Linked DNA regions of Rattus norvegicus: region 2 is linked to region 1. The links are chromatin contacts, called in public Hi-C maps. All regions are on one chromosome and are shown on one strand. Each heading gives the region's core, a stretch centred on a gene start, on an enhancer-like site or on the middle of the called end of the contact. The rest is flanking DNA. Distances are from core to core; before and after follow the strand shown.

Region 1 (7,211 bases), core at 842-3,341:
CGTTCTAACCTGGAAAACAAAGTAGTGTCCCTGGGGAACATGAACTTCGCACTTGTCTCCCTAGACTAATGGCACTAAAAATAGGCCATCACCTGCTCCTCTCCATTTAGGAAGGAACCAGCCAGAAGGATTTGAATTACTCACAAACAGAAACACTTAGAAGGAGCACATTTCCAAAGGACAACTGTGATGTTTTCCTGCCAGCAGTGTGAGAGTGAGGTGAGGACTTTAAAGACTGTTGGCTTGCCATGGTTCCGCCCTCCGCTCCCCCAAATCTCTCTTTTAGTTCTTTTGGTCTTATAAGTGGGGACAAGCAAGTGAGGCAGGGGTAGAGCTGCCCTCCTCTTACACCTAGGCTACCAGGATCAAAGGAGCTCCCTGCTTGGCCTGCTACAGCAGAGTGCCAGTGACGTCATGCTCTGCCACGTTGGATTATCTTTTCTTACCACATGGAACTCGATCAGAAAACAGGACTCAGGCTGGTAAGGGCACTTAGAAAACTGAGCCATGACGTAAACTTTTTTCCCCCTGACTCATAATGTGACCGCCATATGGTCCAGGGTATCTAAAACGAATTTTCAAATACCTAACAGAGTTTCTGTGCCCTTGAGGCTGCGTGAGCTGAATCTGCTCAAGACTGGTGAAAACAGGCATGTCTCTATATCCTAAGCTCAGGAAACACCGTTCAGTGGAAACATCCCACATTAGCCACTGACCAGACAACTCAGAGGCTAATTCAGACCTTGGACACAATCTATACACTCAAATCATGGTCGGGGGGCGGGGGGGGAGTTTGAACCACACTCAAGAGAAGAGAGCACTAAGAGGAAGTTACTGCCATCTACAGATTTCCTTTCAGGGCTCCAGGGAGCCAGCTCAAGATTCCTGACTGAAAATTATGAAGCAGGAAAACTGGCATCAGCTACTGGGCTGCGTTAATGCATCCAGTGATGAAAACATGCTTTGACCATCTGCAGGGAACCATGATAGACTCTAGAAAGTACACTTCTCTAGAAAGGGGAAAGCAGCGAGGGGCCCTTCCATTTTTAGCTCACTTATAGTCTCTGGAGATGAGGCATGGGCATCTGCTCAACACTCCATCACTTTCTCTCTACATGGCTAAGCACGTTAAGATTCAAAAGCCAATATGCACAGCATTATCTGGTTTTCATTTTGGCTGTCATATGAACTGCTTTGCCAAAGCAGCCTGTTTTAAGAGTTAAATAATGACCAGACCAAACTCAGAGAAGAGAGCCGGGGGCGTTCCGCGGACAGGGATGGGAGGCAGCTAGCGCGCCAAGGAAGCCGGAGGACTGCCACTGCTGTGGGCAGCGGCGCCCGGAGAAAACGCAGCTGGCCACGGGGCGCAGAGATGCTGAACCCACACACCCTGCCCGTCCACCTGGAGCACACCCTGGCAACTTTATTTTGGGCAAAGCCTTCCAAGGAAACTTTTCCTGTGTCCGCAGCTCTCACCCTAGCCAGGCTGGCCTTGGACAGGGCGCAGGGGGTGAGAAGCAGCCTGGGGCGGGACACGGTCGCCTGCACGGTCCCCTCGAAGCCACGGGGAGGCCACTCACCAGCCCGAGCGCGAAGAAGACGGCTAGCAGGGCGAGGCAGGCGCCCATGACGATGAGCAGCAGGAAGACGATGAGCGGGTGCTGCTGGCTCATGCAGTAGTAGGACTCGTAGAGCCAGTCCCGGGACCGCTGCAGCCCCTCTCCGCCTCCCGCCGCCGCTGCCGCCGCCGCCTCGGCGCGGTCCCGCAGGTAGCGGCGCCGCCGCATCGCCTCCTGCCACATCGGGGCGGCTCGCGGGGCGCCCGCCGTGCGCGCCCTGCCCGGGCAGCGCCGCTCTGCGGTCGCCTACCGCCTGCCGCCCCCGCGCCGCCGCGACCCGCCGGTGGCCCGCCCGGAGCTGTACGCAGGGGCCTCGGGCGCGGGCGGAGCTCGGAGCCCCGGGCTGGGCGCGCTGACGCGCGGGCGGGGGCCGGGGGCGGCCTCAGGGCAGCTCCCGGGCGCCGCTGCCGCCACCACTCTCGAGGGCGGGAGCCACCGGGCCCCTCGGCCCGCCTCGCCCCACCCCGCGCGCGGCGCACCGGCCTCCGCGCAGGGGCGGCGCCGGCCCGCGCCCACCACCGCCCCCCGACGGCCAGGCTGGGCTCCAGAGAAAGCTGCAGATTGGGTTCTTGCCCTCCTCCGTGCCGCAGACCACACAGTGGGCGCCCCCTCCTCTTGCTTCTGGACCCCAGCCAGGCAGATTGGGGCTCTAGCGCTGCTCTCCACTACAGCAGAAAACAGCCTGAGGGCTACCGTTGGGCTCCTCGAGTCTCTCACCTGGCTGCCAAGGTTCCCACTGCCTCTCCATGATCTCACAAGGCAGCAGTGAAAAAGGCTGCCATGCTCTAACCCCCCAACCCCTGGAGAGGGGTCCCACATCCCTGACCACTGCCCCTCTGTAGTATCCCTACTTAGAAAAATTTGGCCTCTTTTTCACTTTCTCTGCTATAATTTGACTCCCAATACAGGGCAGGAGTTAGGTCCCCGCCAGGACTTGTGGTAGTCCTCTTGAAAGAATGGCCCCCATGAACTCAATTCCACCATAACTGAAGATACCTGTGGTCCTCAGGCAGATGGCCACTCCTGTTCTCTGCCCTTTGCTCTTCACACCTTAGCAGTGAGTGCCCCGTGGACCTCGGTGTTTGCTATCACAGATCTCCCTAGAACCCTTTCTGTGTGGCAGGGATGGCACAGAAGTTGGAGCAAGGAACAGGAATTGTCCTCCTTGGAGGCAAGGTTGACCTGGGATTCAGTCACCCCATGCATGCCACTTGCTACTTACAGGAACCAAATGCACGAGGCATGGGGGACCTAGCTAGATCCTTCATGGGCGGGCTCGGCAGGCATTTGTGCCTGCAACTTCAACCTTTGTTGTTCTTTCTAGTTTCTAGATGACAGGTCTAATCACTGATCTTCAAAGGGCTTCTTCTAGAGGGTTCCTATTTTCCTGTCCTTCCATCCAAGAACCCATAAGCCATTTTCTCCCCAAATCATTTTCTAAGGAGTTCACAACACCTCATCAACAGCCATTTTTCATTCTTTGTCAGCCCCAGGACCGTCTTGCCTTAGACATGTCCCCTGACTTCAGCCTGCCTACCTGAGCTGGCTACCAGCATGGACAGGTAGGCTAAATAACTGCATCTCTCAAATGCTGGGCCTAGGCCATGCACAGAGACTCAGACTCAGGGACTTCCGGGGATTTTTATTTTTGACAGTAGTTCATGTCTTCTGGATCCAATGAATGAAGACACAGCTTTGTTAACCTCTGCAGAGGTCAAGGATGGAGTTCATGAGAGAGTTGGCTTGAAATCTGGGACATATCAGTCTTCCACACCCAGTCCTGGAGGAAATCACAGATGGGAGGGTTTCTCTTATATCACCCGCTATTCCCATTTCATTGCCACTAAGGGGGTCCTAACAGTAGAAGCAAACTTGTCATGGAGGCTCCCTCCTCTGTTAAACAAAAGCTTACCCTTTACCACACATTCCTACTGAGTCCCAACCTCTCCTGAAGGCACAAACTCTCTGATTGACTGGTCCCTTTCTTCTGGACCAGCAACCATAAATCCTCTATTTTCAGGTTTTATAGGTGTTTAGACATCCCGAAAGTAAGGTTCAGCAACAATAGCACTAATGAATAGAATTTATAAATAGCCAGGGCTGGTCTGCTTGCAGGAAGCTTGGCAAAGTGGGCTGTGCAGACTCTGTGGGGAAGCTGAGAACCATCCCAGGGCAAGACTGTCTGGGTTAGGCAGAGCTGTGCATTTCCAGTCCTTCCCTACTAAAGAACTTCTGTTACTTACCTCCTCTCCAGCTCCCGTTTCCTCACTGATAGCAGTAAAAAGCCTCCTCCTTCACCCACACGAGAAGGAAGAAAAGATAATCCGAGATCTAATGAGGGAACAGTAGTGCTTAAATACTTTCTTTCCTGTAGCAGAAAAATGTGTTTTAGTATCCACTGTCCATGACATATGTGGTAAGGAATGACAGCTGAAGGGAATATTTTATAAAATATTTTATAAAAGTAAAATAAAGGCAAAACCTAATGGGAAAGACCCTGCCTGTGCCTTTAGGAGATGTTTAATGTCCCATTCTTTCATTTAATTAAACAAATATTTTATTTTGTGCCTACCATGCATGCACTAAATGATACTGGGAGGAAAGTGTAGGTAGCCTGAGGCCACTGGAGGGCTTTCCCATGTTCTTAGAAAGACAGGGCTCCATGAAGCAGCCAGGGACAAAATCCAACGTTCCTCCTTGCTTTGCTCTCCCTCTCCTTTGAGCCTTAATGGAGACACCATACACCAAGGTCATAGGAAGGAAACACCATGACAGTCAAGGCTGTATCTGCCTCCTCTGTAATTTTCATTGGGGTTTGTGGATCTGTTTTGTTTGGGGTGTTTATTTTTATGGGAGCCTTGGTCAATGTTTCCTATGCAATACTAAAAGAAGTTAACTATTTAAAAATGAGTGTTACTCTATCAGTGTTTTGGTATCCATGGGACAAAGAATATTTTACAGAGTCTACAATGGTTTTTACTCTTGAAAGAGAGACAAAAGAAGAGGAAAGATAACCCCTAAGCAGCATGAGACAAAATGAAAAATAACCTTTAGCAGGAAGCCAAGACATGAAATATAGGCTTGTGACACTAAAGGGGCCCTAAGGAGTCCTCTAGCTCATTTCTACGCCTTCAGGTATCAGCACTGCTGCAAAGCAGCAAGGCATGAGGAGCAAGGGGGCTTTGCCCGTAAGTGTGCCCTGCATCAATCTGTGACAAAATATACAAAGAAAAAACTCTGGGGGCTCTAACTAGGCCTCTGGGAGGAATGAACATTTGGAAACGTCACCTTCCCTGAAACACTAGAGGGCAGCCTTCTATCTTGCTAGGGAAAAGCAGCAGGCAGGCTTTCTGGGGAGGGATTCATGTGCTTGGTGCAAGGTTCTGTTACCTTCACCTTGAATTCTTAATAATTTTCAAAAAGGCACCTTGCACTTCCATTTTGCTGATGGTTTTACAAATTAGAAAGCCAGTTCTCCCAGCAAGCTGTATCCAACAGTCTTCCTACCTTCCCCAGTTAAGTGGAACCTCAGAATATTATGGCTGAAGGCAAGTCTTCTCTGCTCAAGACTCCGCCCACGCCTCCTAATCAGATTCCCATACCTTAGGCCGCGTCTCATTGATTGAAAAGAAAGTTATCACACTGAGGGGCAGGTTAATGCACAAGTGAGTTTTACTTTAAGCAAGCCCATCTCTTCATTCCTATTTCAGACCCAGTTGGATTAGTTCAGTCAATAAGGGTGTTGCCATGCTCCTCCCAATGTTCACAGTGTCCACAATGATTAAATAAACGCAGGCCAGGAAACACACTAAGGGCAGAAGTGGACACGTGCCAGCCAATACAATAATACAGGTGAACCTAGCATAATGCTTGCCTGTGTGTTCATGTCTCTCTCTGGATTTACTAAAACATATATATAAAAAGGATGAATGATCTGCTAACTGATTCATCATCACTGTGGAATATGTTTTATGTACTCAGCTAACATTTACATTTTTTATTGAATCGGACACTTTTCTTTGCTGTGGCCAAAATCGCTGAGACACCTTAAGGGAAGGATTGATTTGGGAACATTGATTGGAATTTAGAGATTCCAGTTCATGATCAAGGAGCTCTGTGCATAGAAAGGAGAGAGGAGGAAGTCTCATAATGACAGATAAGTAGACGAACAGGGTAGGAGTAGAGAGATGGAGATGGAGTTGGGGACAGAGATAAAGAGACCAAAGAATTAACTCACTGATGAAAATTGAGCTCTTTAATGGTTAATATTGATTGTCTATTTGACAAGGTCCATAGTCACCTAGGAGACAGACCTCTAGGCATCACTATAAGAAAATTTCTAGACTGAGTTCATTGAAGTGGATAGTATCATTTCAAGGGCTGGGGTCCTGGGAAGAGTATGTAGGAGAAACCATCACTCATCTCTCTGCTTCTGACTGGATGCAATGTGACCAGCCACCTCTGGCTCCTGCTACCATGGCCTCCCTCCTGTGATAAACTCTGCCTTTGAACGGTGAGCCACAATAAACCCTCTTCCCTTAGGTTGCTTTTGTTGGTTATTTTGTTGCAGCAATGAGGAAAGTAACTAATATAGACCCTCATGATCCCATTTTAGTGCCTCCTGCTGAGAACCAAGACCTGAGTTTTGGCAAGGGTGTGTGGAGAATATGACACTTCATACCCAAATTATAGCACTGAATGCTTTTAAAGTTGTTAGGGAATATTCTAGAAACATCCTTATATTCAAGTATAATATACTGAGAGATCATAGCACAGTGACTGTTCCATTCAGATAACATAGATTATGGCTGTGAACCACTGTAGACTGATTGATTCATGGCTTTATTTCTGAGTTTGTAAATAAACCAAATTGACCACTAGTTTATTCCATACTTTCTGATACTAACTGTCAGTGTTCGGATAATAACTTTCTTAAAGTCGATTGTACATCCTTGGAAAAAGCAGGTAAAATCTCTGAGATTTAGTTCATTTATATTTGAAGTGATGAAATAGCTTATTTATTATAAGTTGTTTTCAAACAAGTTTATTCTAAGTAATGGAATGACTTTTAACCTACCGTTTTGGATCAAGGAGATAACTCTTCTATATCTAATTAAAACATTAAAGGTAATATAAATTGGACTATTTGTTTAAAAGTGTGCTAGTTTTTTCTGTTTGTTAAGTGCTATTTACTTAAAACCATTTCTTCTAAGAAAGAGAACACATTATTGGTGGCATTCCCAGTCAACTTTCTGCACAGTCTTATTTTTGTTTTAATGCAATTTGCTTGCTGCCATCAGATGGCAAGTTCAGTAGTGGTAGAAAACTTGGATTCCTTCTGTACAATGTTATATCCCCATTGGGGATTGGTTTTAATGCTTTGAATTAATCTGATCCCTAAAATCTGGAATCTGTTTGTCCCAACATTGAAGATCCTTGTCCCAATTGATTTTTGATCGATCAGTAAAGAGCCAACAACCAATGGCTGGGTAGGTAGACTGAGGTGGGACCTTTGGATTTGTGTTGGCTAGGAATTGATGGGAAGGAGAGGAGAATCACCATGATTCAGAGGGAGATGGGTCAGATTTACAG
Region 2 (7,599 bases), core at 4,406-6,905, 470 kb before region 1:
GAGATTCCCAGTGAATACACAGGAATCGTGGATTGAGGATCTGTCTTGTTGGTAACATTGCTAGCCAACTCCTTTGATGATAAGGTTTCTAATAAAGCTGAAAATATAGTTCTGAAGATAAATAAATGTCACTAGAGGAAGGACAGAGAAACTGCCTCTCCTACTGTGGGTCTATGCCAAGACACTGGAGCCACACCAGCAAGGAACCATGACCATTCCCACTCTGTCACTTTACAAAATCAAGTCTCTGGGTCTTAACCTGCTCTACCTTATCACACTTCCTGGCATGGTTTATGTCCCACAGTAAGAACTGCTCAAGAATCCTCATGCCTGACTTCATTTCCACTTCCTCACTTGTTGGGGATGGACTTGTGTTTCAGGGCCTGAGGAAAAGACGTGGTAGTGTGACATCCCTCTTGTCTGTGGGTTCTGAGCCATATATGAGATATCCTCTGGCCTGTATAATCTGTCTGAGCTATGAGGACATCCTTGTGGCCCACGGGATTTGAACCACAAGGGACACTGATGAAGAGAATAGCCTCAGTGGACAGTTACCTGGGAAGAGGGGGCTTTAGTGGCCTAGGACAGACTTACTCGTGGGAGCATTTTCTTAACTACTGGTTGATACAGAAGGTCCCAGTCCACTGTGGGCAGTGACATTCCTGCACCATATAAAAAAAGCTAGCTGAGCAGAGAACAGGGAGTGAGTGAGCCAGTAAGCATCTTTGTCCATGGCCTCTGCTTCAGTTCCTGCCTCTGGGTTCCTGCGTGAGCTCCTGCCCTGCTTCTCAGTGATGGACTGTAGTAGTCTATAAACTGAAGTGTGTTTTCTTATCCCAACTTGCTTTTTGGCTATGGTTTGTTAAAGCAGTAAAAAGCAAATCAGGACCAGTTTTGTTTTATGCTCTTAGGGATTCTGTAACAGTACCACAAAGTGAGTGGGTCACAGTGGTGGGATAAAGTATCAGCCCTCACAGTTTGAGGCTAGGAGTCCAGAGTCATGGTGTCAGCAAGATACGCACCTTTGAACACTTTACTGCTTTGTGTACTTTGTAGTGCCCTGGGGAGCCTTGGTCTGTTCCTGGCATTGACATATGATCAGTAGGTGTGCATGTGTGCATGTTCATGTGTGTGTGTATGTGATGTTACATTTTAAATGGCTTCCTTCCGTTGGGGTGTGTATGGGTTCTTGCCTCTTCACTTCTCTTTGAAGTGTGTCCTCATGTAAGGATTCTAGCCATGTTAAGGCTCACCACAAGAAAGTTAAACCTGTAAAGACTACACAAGTCAAATGATACACATACCAGGGGCACTCGCACAGAGCAGTGGCACTCTGGAAGCATGCACAGAAGCCATCTGCTTAGGCCCAGAATGATCTGTAGTCTGAGTTGGGATCTGGAGCACAGGGACCCTGGCTGTCATGCCTGGTACAAAGCAAAGGGGATGTTCCCAGGAAAGAAAGGGAGAATCAACCAACCCTGGTTCTGTTTAGATTTTTTAGTATTGTTCTGCCGAAGCGAGCACTCTGTTTAGATTTTAATCCTGAGAGTGTTTGTGTCATAAAAATAGTCTAATAAATAGTTTTTGGCTTCACCAAGTGGCATGAATCTGGTACAGTCACATCTGGGTCTCTAAATTGAGTGTCCGTGCCTCTGAATCTTTGTGCCTGATTGCTGTGATCACAAGCATATCCAGGCAGTAGCTCTTAGTAGCACATATTTGACAATTTTGAATAAGGTCTAATCTTGTTATATTTTAACAAGTGCAGTGAAAAAAGAAAATAGGTGAAAATTGTTAGGCACAGACTCTGGAATCGGCAGGGATATCCTCTTAGGCTGTCACTAGGGGGCAGCAAATTCACGGCATTGATTGTGCTAAAGGAGAAACCAGGATCTCTGTGTGTGTGTGTGTGTGTGTGTGTGTGTGTGTGTGAGAGAGAGAGAGAGAGAGAGAGAGAGAGAGAGAGACAGACAGACAGACAGACAGACAGACAGACAGACAGACAGACAGACAAATGTCAATCAATTTTAGGATTTCAGGACACGCAATTTCCAGGTCCTAGTCCAACATCATGGACTGATCCAGCCTCCCCTGCTTCTCAGTCTTTGTGGCCCCTTCTCCTGCTCCCTGGAATTACCTCCTAAATAATTCATGAGCATCTGATCCCTAGTTAGACTCAAATTTAGAGGAAACTCAAGCTAAAGCAACATTTTTTAAAAATTGAATTTTATTGTTTTACTTACTCATTTTACATCCTGCTCATTGTCCACTCCCAGTCATCCCCTCCCACAATCCTTTCCCCTCCCCCTCTCCTCTGAGCCCAGTAGGGGCCCCTGAATACCCTCCTCCCTACAACACTGGCACTTCAAATCTCTGTGAGGCTAGGCATTTCCTCTTCCACTGAGGCCAGACAATGCAGTCCAGCAAAGAGAACGCATTTCATGTACAGGCAACACCTTCTGGGATAGCCCCCACTCCAGTTGTTTGAGATCTACATGAAGGCCAAGCTGCAGGGAGGTCTAGGTCCAGCCCATGTATGCTCTTTGGTTGGTGGTTAAGTCTCTGAGAGCCCCAAGGATCCAGGTCAGTTGACTCTGTTGGTCTTATTGTGGAGTTCTTATCTCATTGGAGCCTGCAATCCTTCCTCCTATTCTTCTATAAGAGTTCCCAAGCTCCATCTGCTGTGTGGCTGTGGGTGTCTGCATCTGTCTGAGTCAGCTGCTGGGTGGAGCCTCTCAGAGGGCAGCCATGCTTCTGTCTGTAAGCCTAAGAGAGCATCATTTATAATGTCAGGGATTGGTTAAAGCACCAATTTTTATTTGTCATCAAGTACTTGCTGAGTACCTACTGAACCATCCAAGATAAAAGATTCAAGTGACCATGCCCTGGAGAGCTTTCAGTCTAATAAAATCACAAACTCTTCGCCTGGTCAACTTTGGCCAGGATTCTGAATCTTCTGTTGTTTAGCAGTTTCCTGTGGGTTCAGGTGTTCTATCTGGAGCAGTCTCTTTATAGACCTGGAATTTTTAAGTTGAAATATTTCCTTCAGGAAAGAAGGGGAAATGCTCATGAGCTCAGGACTTAAATAACTACTAAGTCTCACCAAGTTCCTGAAACTAACAATACAGACTACATCTCACCAAGGTTACAGAAGCAGTGAAAGATTGCTGGTGGAGAAAAGAATAAGTTGAGCTACTCAGCGAAGGTTCTCTAACCTATGGAGACATCTCTGAGTCACATTGAAGTCTCCAGAGTTTGAGCTTTTGTAAATTGACACCTGGGTTCGGCTTTTTGGCGACAAGATTATTTTAGTTGTATTTGCTTCTTTAAGTAACCTTTCTTGTACACTCCTATAAGTAACCACAGTAAACTCATTTATTCTCGAAGTTATACTTTGATGTAATTATTACTTTGGTTCACTGTTTGAGGTGATTAGCTGTTTTCCATCCCACATTAGGCAATCTATGCTTTTTCCTTGCACAATTTAGTTTTAGCAAAAGAACCCAAAGTTAGTATAACAAGACTCCACTAAGTTCTATCCATGCTCAACCTTCCTCACTAGATCTGCACCATCCACAATCCTCCAAGGTATCCCTGACTGCCTGGTCTGTATTCAGGAGGTCTTCTGCCAGGTAGGTTTAGCCAGTACCCCTGTACCCTCACTTTTCCTCTCTCTCTCTCTCTCTCTCTCTCTCTCTCTCTCTCTCTCTCTCTCTCTTTTTTTTTTTTTTGGTTCTTTTTTTTTGGAGCTAGGGACCGAACCCAGGGCCTTGCGCTTCCTAGGTAAGCGCTCTACCACTGAGCTAAATCCCCAGCCCCCACTTTTCCTCTCTTAATCCATGGCACCAAACTTGTTCCTTGGCTCCTGGCTAGATGCCCTGTGTATCTTGCTAGTTTCAGGAATGTTGTGAGACCTGGCAATTGAACCTGATCTCGATCTCAGGCTGAAAGACCCATTGCAGTAGTCCCTACACCCACTGCCATATCTGTGAACAAAGCCTGCCTTCTATGTGTGCTCATTCCCCTCCGTTGCTGTGATAAAATACTCTGAAGAGAAGCAATTCAGGGGAGGGAAGGTTCAATTTTGTTTACACTTCAGTCCATGTCCATCCTTGAGAGAGCTCAGGGCAGAGACTCAAAGCAGAAACCATAGAAGAATGCTACTAGCCAGATTGCTTGCAGGTTCATGCTTAGCTATAAGAAGAAATATAATCCAAGACCACCTTGCCAGAGATTGGTACACCCACAGTAGGCTGAATCCTCCGACATTGTGACGGTCCTCACAGACATGCCAACAGTACAATCTAATGGGGGTGAGCCTTCTACTGAGATTCCTTTTCCTGACTCCAGGCTGTGTGGCACTGACAGTTAAAATTAAAGCTAACTAGAGATTGGTTTTTTTTGGTTCTTTTTTTTGGTTCTTTTTTTTTTTTTCCGGAGCTGGGGACTGAACCCAGGGCCTTGCGCTTCCTAGGCAAGCGCTCTACCACTGAGCTAAATCCCCAACCCCGAGATTGTTTTTAACTAAAGTGCTATTCGTGAAGTTTTCTTTTACTACTAACAAAATAAGTAACTGAATGAAATTGCAGCTAGCAAAATTATATGTCTGAATGGCTGTGAACGGGATTTCTGTAGTGGAATAATCTCAATTTGGGCTATGCTGGAGCCGAGTTCTCACATAGTTTCTGTCAGCCCCGTCTACCTGTGCAAGTGTGTATACTTTATCATTTATACAAAGCTTGCAAGGGGCCTCAGCTGACCTCTCAGTCTGTCTTTGGAAAGGCTGGGAGAGGTGGGAAAGGTTGACAGTAGATTGATTATAGAGGGTACTTTATTTTATTTTACTGATACTTTCATGGGGACGATAACATTTAACTGGCATGCTCTTGTGACTTCTGCTCCTGGGAGAAGGGTGATGGCTCTGTTTTCTACACATCTCCAAGCTCCAGGTAGATGGTCACTAAGTGACCTCGCTAAGTGATTTCCAGCAAGACTAAAGGCGTTGAGACCTTGCTTTATGGTGGTCTTTTTTTCTGACTCATGGTCTACTCAGGCAAACTACCAGGGGAGAACAGAGGAAAGGAGGGAGTGGGCTTCCTGGAGCTGAGGAGGGAGCATGATCAGAGCTGCCTGAAATCCTATGAACTTGACTCCTGTGCCAAGGTCACTCTCCTCTGCTCCTGTGCCTTGCCCACATATGAAATGCCAGGTACATGTGTGCAGCCCATGCTTCTCTGCCCTTAGCCTTTTCAATATGTGCAATATACACATGGCCCTCATTTTTCTGTTGGATCACACTCCCTAGACCTCTGTAGCCTTTCTCATCTTTGTCATCTGACTTCACCAAGTTGTAAGCTCTCTGTGACCTAGGGCTGTTTGTTTCAGGGCTGAACCGTCAGATCTTGACGCATAGTAGCTTTCTGTCATGATCTGCAAAGTTAAGGAATGCCCAAAACTTAAAACAAACTGTGCTGGTAATCAGATGTAGAGGATTGGGTGTGGTCCCTTAGGTGGCTCCTACTTGGAAAGCCACAAACACACCTGCTCAGGTTGTGAAGTGAAAAGAACTAGAAGGACGCGTCAAGGAACGTCACAAAGTGGATGCTGAGAACAAGGCGCAGTTGCTAGGCAACGACCGAGCGCAGACGCCTGGAGGGACGCAGAAGCCTGATGGAGGGACCCGCCAAGAAGGAGCAGCGAGCGATGGACCCCGGTGGCGTGAAGGAGAAGGAGGAAAAGGTGGAAGAGGAGGCAGGAGAAGAAGAGGGAGAAGAGGAGGAGGAGGAGGAAATTACCGCCGCAACCCTGCGGGGCAAACCCCGACCTTTGCCCATCTCAGCGATATCAGCTTTCAGCTACATCCCTCCACGGCATCAGGGCCCCAAGGAGCACAGCTACTTCAGTCGCGAGGGCCAGGTGAGCAGGTCCAAGAGAGAGAGGAGGGACACACACACACACACACACACACACACACACACACACACACACACACACACACACACACACGAGTCCGCACTATCAGGGAGGGCTCAGAGCGGAAAGGAATGTGATGAGGGCGGGGCTTCAGTGCTAGAGAGAGGCCTGGGGTGGGACCACATAACTTGAGCTGTTCAGACAGTAATAGGGCAGGGTTTCAGGTGTGGTAGTAATACTGTGAGGAGAGGGTTGGGAAGGACTATTTCTGATATTGTCCAAGGGCAGCTAGCCAAGGTAGGAGGGGCGGGGTCAAAGTACTAGAGGCTTTAGAGGTACTGCAGCTCTAGGTAGAGGGTGGTGCCCAGGACAAACTGCACTGAGCTGCAGAGTCCAAAGGAATTGTATAGGGGTGCGAAACTGGCTAGCACGGAAGCCTCCTGTTTTACAGATGTGGAACTGGTCTCGGGGTTAGCTAGGGTTAAATACCAGAGTCTGGGTCAGGGCCCCCTGTGTTATCACTTGTGAAGGGGCTGGAATTTGACACCAGTGAGGCAGACATGGTTAGTAGGCAAGAGAGAGACCTTGAACAGAGGCACAAGGGCACCAAGAATATGGCCATCACAATCACAGTTGTAGACACCTCAGGAAGTGAGGATGGACAGATGTGAGCTTGGTGCAAGTGAAGTGATGCAAATGTGTCCTGGGAGTGGGAACGGCAAAGAGGAGTGAGCATAAAGGGATCAGGCAATCACAGCCATTCCTGGGAAGCTGACCAGAGGTGCCCCTCTGGGAACAGGGGAGAAGCTGCTACCCATCCATTCCATAAAAAACTGAGGGAGTACTGTCAGGATGCTGGGCCACTCTTTCTGCCCACTACCAGTTGGTGGGTCAGTGGAGTGTCAGGGTTGCTCTACTTAAGGTGGCTCAACCCCCTGGGGTCTGTCTGTATCAAGTCTCAGGTAACAATGGAGACAAGCCCTGACCCTAGTTGCAGTGTCTGTAAGGTCCAGGGTGTGGGAAACATTCTGACTCTAGATGGCAGAAACAATAAGAACACTGTCTTAGTTGGGGTTACTGTTGCTGTGAAAAACACCAAGGCCAAAAGCAAACTTGAAAAGAACTTTGTTCACTCACAGACTCCTACAACAGTTCATCATACAAAAGCAGTGAGGGCAGGAACTCAGGCAGGACAGGAACCTGGAGGCAGAAGTTGATGCCAAGTCCTTGGAGGGGTGCTACTTACTGGATTGCCCACAATGACTTTGCTCAGCTTGCTTTTCTGTAGAACGTAGGACCACCAGTCCAGGATGGCACCTCCCAGAATGTGCTTCATCCATCAATCACTAATTAAGAAAATGCCTTACAGGGTTTCCTATGGCCCAGGAGACACTTTATTTTATTTTTGTCCATCTTTATTAAATTGGATATTTCTTATTTACATTTCAATTGTTATTCCCTTTCCCAGTTTCCAGGCCAACATCCCCCCCAGCCCTCCCCCTCCCCTTCTATATGGGTGTTCCCCTCCCCTTCTATATGGGTGTTCCCCTCCCCACCCTCCCCCCATTACCACCCTCCCCCCCAACAATCCCGTTCACTAGGGATTCAGTTTTGGCAGGACCAAGGACTTCCCCTTCCACTGGTGCTCTTACTAGGCTATTCATTGCTACCTACGCAGTTGGAGCC

The links. A called contact is a pair of places that touch in the nucleus more often than the background predicts.
Region 2: a contact with region 1 is called in a Hi-C map of Schwann cells, with 6 times the contacts expected there. The contact joins the promoter of Cfap90 here to the promoter of Adcy2 in region 1. A contact is called at or near these places in 2 of 12 Hi-C or Micro-C datasets (Schwann cells and frontal cortex).

What each region holds. Positions count from the first base shown.
Region 1 is chr1:36,198,934-36,206,144 of GRCr8, reverse strand. It overlaps Adcy2 (adenylate cyclase 2), which reads right to left and starts at 2,091. Exons shown (of 25, transcript NM_031007.3): 1 at 1,581-2,091. The coding sequence starts at 1,802.
Region 2 is chr1:36,676,359-36,683,957 of GRCr8, reverse strand. Cfap90 (cilia and flagella associated protein 90) reads left to right here and starts at 5,655. Exons shown (of 3, transcript NM_001400836.1): 1 at 5,655-5,916. The coding sequence starts at 5,671.